Regions from separate parts of the Oryctolagus cuniculus genome. Here region 1 is linked to region 2. The links are chromatin contacts, called in public Micro-C maps. All regions are on one chromosome and are shown on one strand. The core of a region is the stretch at or near the end of the contact, and the rest is flanking DNA. Distances in the headings are between cores, read along the strand shown.

Region 1 (3,621 bases), core at 685-3,184, 190 kb before region 2:
GATGGAAGATCGGTCTCTCCCTTCAAATAAAACTTAAAACAACAAAAGTCCTTTGCACTTAAAAAGAATTATCACTGGCAGAACAAATTTTTTAAGAGTATATTGTTTGAATACATATTGTAATACTTTTCAGCTATTAAAAATGAAATCCTGTCTTTTGCAACAAAATGGATGTAACGGAAGACCATTATACTTAGTGAAATCAGACACAAAAAGACAAATGTTTTCTCTGATTTGTGCTCATCTAATAGAGTACAAAAAAGGCTTAATGCGTTAGTGAAACTGACATCTTCTGATTTATCATTTATAGCCTGTTACTCCTGAGGAAGTCATCTTTTTACTTGAACTCTTTAGTGTAGCATTAAGCCTGTGATTATCAGGTAAATGGAAAATGCAGTTTTGCAAAAATTAAAAAAAGGAAGGAGGAGGAAAGGAGGGAGAGGAGGGAAGTATCATGTTCTTAGAATTTTATCTGTGAGGGAGTTGGTATTGTGGCATAGTGGGCTAGGCTGCCACGTGTCCTACCAACATTCCTGTGAGCACCTGGTCCAATGCCAGCTGTTCCACTACCAATCCAGCTTCCTGCTAACACGCCTGGGAAAGCAGCCTCAGATGGCGCAAGTGCCTGGGCCCCTGCACCCACATGGGAAACCTGGAAGAAACTCCAGGCTTCAGGGTTTTGGATTGGCCCACTTTCTGCTGTCGTGGACACATAGGGAGTGAACCAGCCGATGGAAGACCTTGCTGTCTCTCCTTCCCTCTAACTCTGCCTCTTAAATAAATGATTTAAAAAATTGTTGTTTAAGCCACCAGGTCAATATTGTTTCAGCAGAGTGAATTAAGAGTGCTCAAAAGTTTAATACAGGCTATTATCATCATAAAGTCATTTAGATTTCTCATTCCCCAAATATGCCTTCTGAACTTTTTCAAAAAATCTTTTTGTGAGTAATTGTTAAAATTATCCCTTGGAATCAGATTTACTTTTCTTTTTCTTATTTTTTTCAGGCATTACTTTTTAAAACTAATGTTATCTAGAAATAGCTGTTCTCCTTCTTTATTGGAAAAACTTCTTTCAACTTTTTTTTTTTTTTTTTTTTTTTTTTTTTTTTTTTGACAGGCAGAGTGGCCAGTGAGAGAGACAGAGAGAGAGAAAGGTCTTCCTTTGCCGTTGGTTCAGCCTCCAACAGCCGCCGCGTCTGGAGCACTGTGCTGATCTGATGGCAGGAGCCAGGTGCTTCCTCCCAGTCTCCCATGTGGGGGCAGGGCCCAAGCACCTGGGCCATCCTCCACTGCACTCCCTGGCCACAGCAGAGAGCTGGCCTGGAAGAGGGGCAACCGGGACAGAATCCGGTGCCCCAACTGGGACTAGAACCCAGTGTACCGGCGCTGCAAGGCGGAGGATTAGCCTAGTGAGCCACGGCGCCGGCCCTTCTTTCATCTTAATATTCAAGAGTCAAACATGTGGAGTTGGCATTTATTTTTCAAAAATATTAATTCACTTAAAGGCAGAAGTATAAAATGAATTTTCTTATGACACAGCTGTTTGTCCTGTAGTTTATTTTTGTATATTTCTGCAATCATGGTATGCAACATACTAAGTATATTAATGCACTAATTTGTTCATCTTAAATTCCAGCCACTTGCGTTAATCAAATGCAGTGACTTAACTACACATTTATCAATGAGGTGGTATATTAAGATATTGAGGGGCCCATACCTAATATTAATATTTAAAGTGTAAGGTAATCTGGGTAGATGTATTTATCTAAAATAAAAATACATTGAGAGAAGGGAGTACTGAATCTCTTCTTGCAGTGATTAAAATGAATAAACTGGTTTGTTTTTAATCATTCTGAAATAATCCTGATTTTAAAAGTGCCAGACCTGTGGGAATGAACACTTTTGAAAACCAGTAAAGTGAAAATATTTTGAGTAAATCAGAGTATCTGAAGAGGTTTTGTGATTTTGAATCTCTCCATTTAGTCTAACACTTTGTACTGTTTTTAATGAGTGAATATAATGTATAAAATAATTGTTATAACTACTATGAAATGTTAATATAGTTCATTTGAATCAAAGGACAGATGTAGTACTGTTTATGTGATGAATAAGACAGGATAAGTTGAAACGTAATTTATTCTTCTACCAGAGAATGAAAATGACTATTAGTAATTTACCAAAAAATTAATTTTCATTTACTAAAATCAGACTGTGAAAATGTTATGCTAAAATTTATATGTTGAAAAGGCATGAAATGGGAGACTTTCTTGGAACTGGGAAATAGTCATCTCTGAAATGGAATGCTTGGTTTAAAGAGATTATACAATAACTGGGGCATTAGTTATTTTTGGATTTACCTTGTGAACTAACCCAAGTATTATTTCTGAGAGTTAAATCACTCCTTAAAAAAGAATGACAGAATATAAATACATCATGTAGTCTGCATATACACAAATACTTTCTTTCAAAATAGAAATAAAAAGACCTGTATGGTCTTTAAAAATTAGGTTTTTTTATTGTTCAAATAAAAATGCACTGCATTACATGGGAATATAAAAAATGTCTTTGAAAAATGTCCCTAGTACGGGCTTCTAACACCATGGTATTGTACTTTTAACAAGCCTGACCCCAAAATTTAAATATGTTTTCCAATTTATATCCTCTTGCCCCACAGTTTTAAAGTAAAAAAAAGTTCCCAAGGTTCAGTTTAGTGAAACATCACAAATAAGATTCTGTAAAAAGTATGAAGTGGTATCTGTTCTCTAGCAGGGTTATCTTAAATAGTAATATAAAATCCTGGTTATTAACACAGGAAAGAATTAGGCCAAAGATATGGCAAAAGTCATATACAGAATACTCTGTTAAATAAAGTTATACTACTTTCTTAGTAAAGTGCTAGACTTTTACTTCATAGCTATATTTTTATAGGGTATTTTTTAGCTTTTCCTTTATATTTGGGAATATTAATCAAAGATAAGTAAAAACCCACATTATGTATTTTAAACCACCTCCTAAATTAAAAGATATGAATGTGTTGTTTACAACTTCTGGATATGTTTGAGAATTTGCCTTTTTATTTTTTACTCAGTCTACAGACTGAAGAAATCCATTTCATTTATTTGAAAAGTTAAGAAACCATACTGTCAAAACTGGATACTATCTCTGAATTTTAGTTAATATTTATGTTTTATCAGTGTGGAGTTTGTGTCTAACTTTTAAAAAAAAGACGAATTGATATATATATTACTTCACTTTCATGCTTGCTTACTTTTGTGTTTCAACCATATAATTTATTTTTCCATATGAGACAGGGTAGGACACATATTCTTGGATACATTACCATTTATTGTTTCAAGTGGATGGAATATATAAATCCCACTGAGCAGTTTAGTGTGGCCCTGTATCTTACATAAACAGGTTAAATGGAGACTTTATACTGTAATCTGTGTATTCATGAATTTACCATAAATTGTCATAATGACAAATGCAAGCTTTATTACTTGGCCCAAGGTAGCTGTTGATCCTTTTCATTGATAATATACAAGTGTAGAGAGCCAGAAGTGTTTCAAACTGAGAAAAGAAATAAGATACTTCCCACTAAATTACTGAAAAATGAAATTT
Region 2 (3,945 bases), core at 1,365-3,864:
ATTTATTGGGCCACATTCCAAAGGACTAAACTACTTAGGTATGTAGAGACTGCAGAAAAATATTCCAGCAAATATTATTCAATTATCATGATCTTGCTCCAAACCAGAGCTTGAAATTTCGGTGAATTTAAGATCTTTTTGAAATACTGGTATTTTGCCCACACCTGCAGCATTGAGTTATCTTGTAATTCAGTGCCTATACTTTTTAGAGGGGTCAAGAGGGAAATCTAAGAAAATAAATTATCATTAAAAGGTGTACTGGCCTAAGACAACAGAGAACTTTGATTTCTACTTTTGCTACTACCTGCTATGATTCCACTTCTTCTAAGATTCGTTTTCCTCCTTTTCAAAATATAGAAGTTGGGCTAGACTATTTCTAAAATGTTTCCCACCTCTGAGAAGAATCATACAATGGAAGGATCCTAAGTCCCATATAGATTTAACTGGAGATAAGGATCTCATCACAACTTTCTCATCATTGTGTCAAGTGCAGCCTGAACATACTCTCCTCAACTATCCAATTAGGCCAATCAAAATCTATCAATACAAACCTATCCTCAGAATACAACAGGCTGAACAATGTAACAGCAGTCAGGTCCATTTTTTTGGTATACATAATTCAACTCTTACATCTCTACCTATATAACTTCATTCAGTCTGAGGTAAAATAGAATCTAGTCTTCTAACAGGCAAGCCTCAAAAACCCTTTAAAGGATTATTTGTCTATTCAAACAGAATTCAGATGCAATAAGTGCAACTTTCAGAAAATCAGCCTTGTACTAAGATAAGTTCTATGTGCGAGAGAATACAAGGAAAGTGGTATTTCCAGATAATTCAGTTGTTCTTAGAACTAAGTTTATAATCAGTCTTTAATGCTATTTTCCTCTGCTGTCTCTAAGTTGCAATTTCTTTCTCCAGATCAAGGTTTTTCTAGTTTCCATTTCATGTAGGAGACAAGAGAACTGAAAAAGAACTGCTAACTCGTAAGGCTAACTCTTAGTTGTCTGTCTGTACAGTGTGCTTTACTGAGCTTTTGCGTTCTAAGGCTTTCTTGGAGGAATAAAGTCCTGCAACGCCGCCTGTCTGTGGACCCAGGAAAAAAAATATGAACTGTTATTATGAAACCAGATCACTAGGACAAATCAAGACGCCTTCCTATTCCAACTCACCATTACCAAGCCTGGCTCCAAAGCAGACCGGCTTGGCTGTCTATCCCATATTATTTGGGAAACAACAGCCCCTAGCTTAATTCTTTCTCCATTAAGGAGGTATTTGAAAATGGATAGGTATGTATATGTGAGAAATAGTTTTCATCCACTCAGTTGCTCATAAATATATGTGGATATAAGAACGGTTCATCCAAAATCCCTGAGATATCGAGAAAGTGAAGGTTACTTCGGCAGTCACCATAGTTATAAAAAAAAAAAAAAAACTGCTGCAGAACAGTATGGAAAAGTACAGGTTCTCACGTGTCTCTCACATACACAAATACTTAGCTCTTGAGTCCCTTACAACCTTACCTCCACTCCTCCCCTCCTCTGCACCCCTCCATCTCACAACTGGGAGAAAGGTATCAACCCCCTGCTGGCTCCCAAGAGACTCATCTACCTATTATCTTACCCCTCCCGTTTTGGTCCCGCCCCCGCCCCGGGAATGAGCTGGCCCTACTGGCCCCAGCGGAGCCCCCACCCCCACCCCACCCCCCACCCCGCCCGGGTGTGCAAATCAAGAATCAATTCCCTCCATCCTTCCCCGTGGGAACCATCCCACGATAACACGCTGTTCCCCAACTCTGTGGACTCCGGGTCCCTCCCACCCCCACGTGTCAGCCACCCTCACCCCCCCCCCCCCCGCAACGCTCCCACACTTCACGATTCAGGCCCTGAAAAGCAAGCGGGCAGTCGAAAGCTTGGTCCCTAACCGAAATCGCCCCTCTGGACTCGGCCCCACCGCCAGTCCCCTCCCACCTTCGGCCCCTATCCTTTAAGGTCCCTTCCTCCCTCCATCCTGGGAACCCAGGCCCTTGCCTCAGAAACCTCCTCTTCCTCGTCGTCGTCGTCCTCTTCTTCCTCGCTGTTGTTGCTGCTGGTGCCGCCGCCGCCACCTCCTCCTCCGCCGCCGCCGCCTCCACCGCCGCCGCTGTTGTCGCTGTCGCTGCTGCTTTCGCTGCTGCTGGGGGGTCGGCAAGTCCGGTTCCGCTTGGCCTTGTGGTGTTGCTGCTGCGGCGGCTTCTTCTTCAGGAGCAGGTCGCAGACTCGCACCATCCCACGAGGAGACGAGGCCGAGCGAACCCCACTGCCGCCGCCGACGCCGCCGCCGACCTCCGCCGCCGCCGCCGCCGCCGCCACGGGGGGGCCCGCCACAGCCGCCACCGCCGGGGGGCTCCCTTCTCCCTCCGCCGCCGCCGCCGCCGCCGCCACCGGAACCGTCGCCTTCTCCATCCCCAGGGAAAGAGGGAGGGCGCGGACGGGGGAGGGGCGTGGGGGCTACGCTCTACCGCGACTTCGGCCGCACCGGGGCCGACACAGCACTCGGTGCCGCCTCCGCCGCCACCGCCTCGGTCACCTCTACTGCCGCCGCCGCCGCCGCCGCTCCGCCAGCTCTCACCTCGTCTCGCGATACTAAGGGCGGGGAGCCTGACGATGGGAGGGAGGGAAAGGGAGGGAGCGTGAGGGAGCAAGGAGGGGGAGGTGAGGCGCCGAGGGAGACGGGGAGACCTAGAGAAGGAGAGACTGAGAAGACGCGGGGGAAGTGTTCTCAGGGCGCCTGCCGAAGGCGGGCGGCGGGGACGGAGGGGGAGCCGCGGTTACTGCCGGAGCGCTCGCGAACGCCCGGGTTTCTTCTCTTTCCTCGCTACTTCCCCCACACACTGCCCTGCAGCCCTCCCTTCTTCCTTCCTGGCTTGTGACTAGAACGCAGCCGCAGGCGGAAGTGCGAGTGACGCCATCAGCCGTCGCCTGAGCGATGGCGCGCGAGCGGCCGAAAGGCGAAAGTGAGATTTCCAGGGCCGCGGCCGGGAGCCTTCGCGCGCGTAGCGCTGCGGTGCGTGGGGCGGGCCCTGGGCCGCGGGGGAAGCGGGTGCGGAAGCGCAGGCCGGACACTTTGTTAGCGGGAGTCCGGGGCCACCGGATCCGGGAGGTGGGGCCTCGTTCTGCACTGCTGCACGTAGTTTCATTCCTGGCCATTTTCTTCGCCGCCAAATCGAAAGTTAGAGCTTTGGCTCTTGAGACATGGCCTCGTGTAAGAGAAGGAAGCCTTCTAGCCTAAGTTTAAGTCTTGACTCATAGACTTCCTGAACCTGAGTTTACACACGTGTTGTATGACGGAAGTGGACTAGACGTCTAAAATAACTATAGCCCTAAAGTTTGCAAAGAGGAGAAGGTTGAGGGAACTGAGCCAGACTCAGAGGAGATGCACTAAGTGACCCCGATCTAGCTGTGCACTCCTTGCAGGTACAAATTTCGTCTGTGACGTGAGCGTCGTAAATAATCACCTTTTTTTGGGGGGAATGAAAATGGGGGACAGGGGAATGTAGCTTGTGAGTTTATTTTTTAAGTGTCTGAAGAACTTGCAGGACTTGTGAAACCGATAGTGTAGCTTATTGAACTCAGAATTATCCGTTTCTGGTCTAGTGTGAGTACGGTGGCATAAGGAAAAAGCAGCAAACATCAAAGACAGATGTACTGGCACAAGATAGAAAGTATGTCTCAACTGACAGAGTTGCCATTTTAAGACTGCTAAATTTAGCTGAGTGTGCTCGGCCTTTTTTTTTTTTAAGCATTTTTCTTCTTTTTAGCACTGGCATACCACATGAAATGTGGACAGTTGCCAGTACTCTACAGAGTACCATAGCAGAACTGGCAATGACTAAATCAATTCATTGAAGCAAAAATTCTTCATTTGCCTACTGTGTGCCTAACTCATGAAATCAAAGTCTGTTTCCAG

What was found. Hi-C and Micro-C count contacts between places; a contact is called where the count stands out from the background.
Region 1: a Micro-C map of ear pinna shows a contact between it and region 2, with 10 times the contacts expected there. The contact joins the promoter of COX18 here to the promoter of ANKRD17 in region 2. A contact is called at or near these places in 3 of 6 Hi-C or Micro-C datasets (ear pinna, psoas muscle and an unstated tissue).

Annotation. Positions count from the first base shown.
Region 1 is chr8:92,554,589-92,558,209 of mOryCun1.1, reverse strand. It overlaps COX18 (cytochrome c oxidase assembly factor COX18), which reads right to left and starts at 1,934. Exons shown (of 8, transcript XR_011378400.1): 1 at 1-1,934. ANKRD17 (ankyrin repeat domain 17) reads right to left here. Exons shown (of 33, transcript XM_051820224.2): 33 at 3,325-3,621.
Region 2 is chr8:92,365,961-92,369,905 of mOryCun1.1, reverse strand. ANKRD17 (ankyrin repeat domain 17) reads right to left here and starts at 2,614. Exons shown (of 33, transcript XM_051820224.2): 1 at 2,028-2,614. The coding sequence starts at 2,441.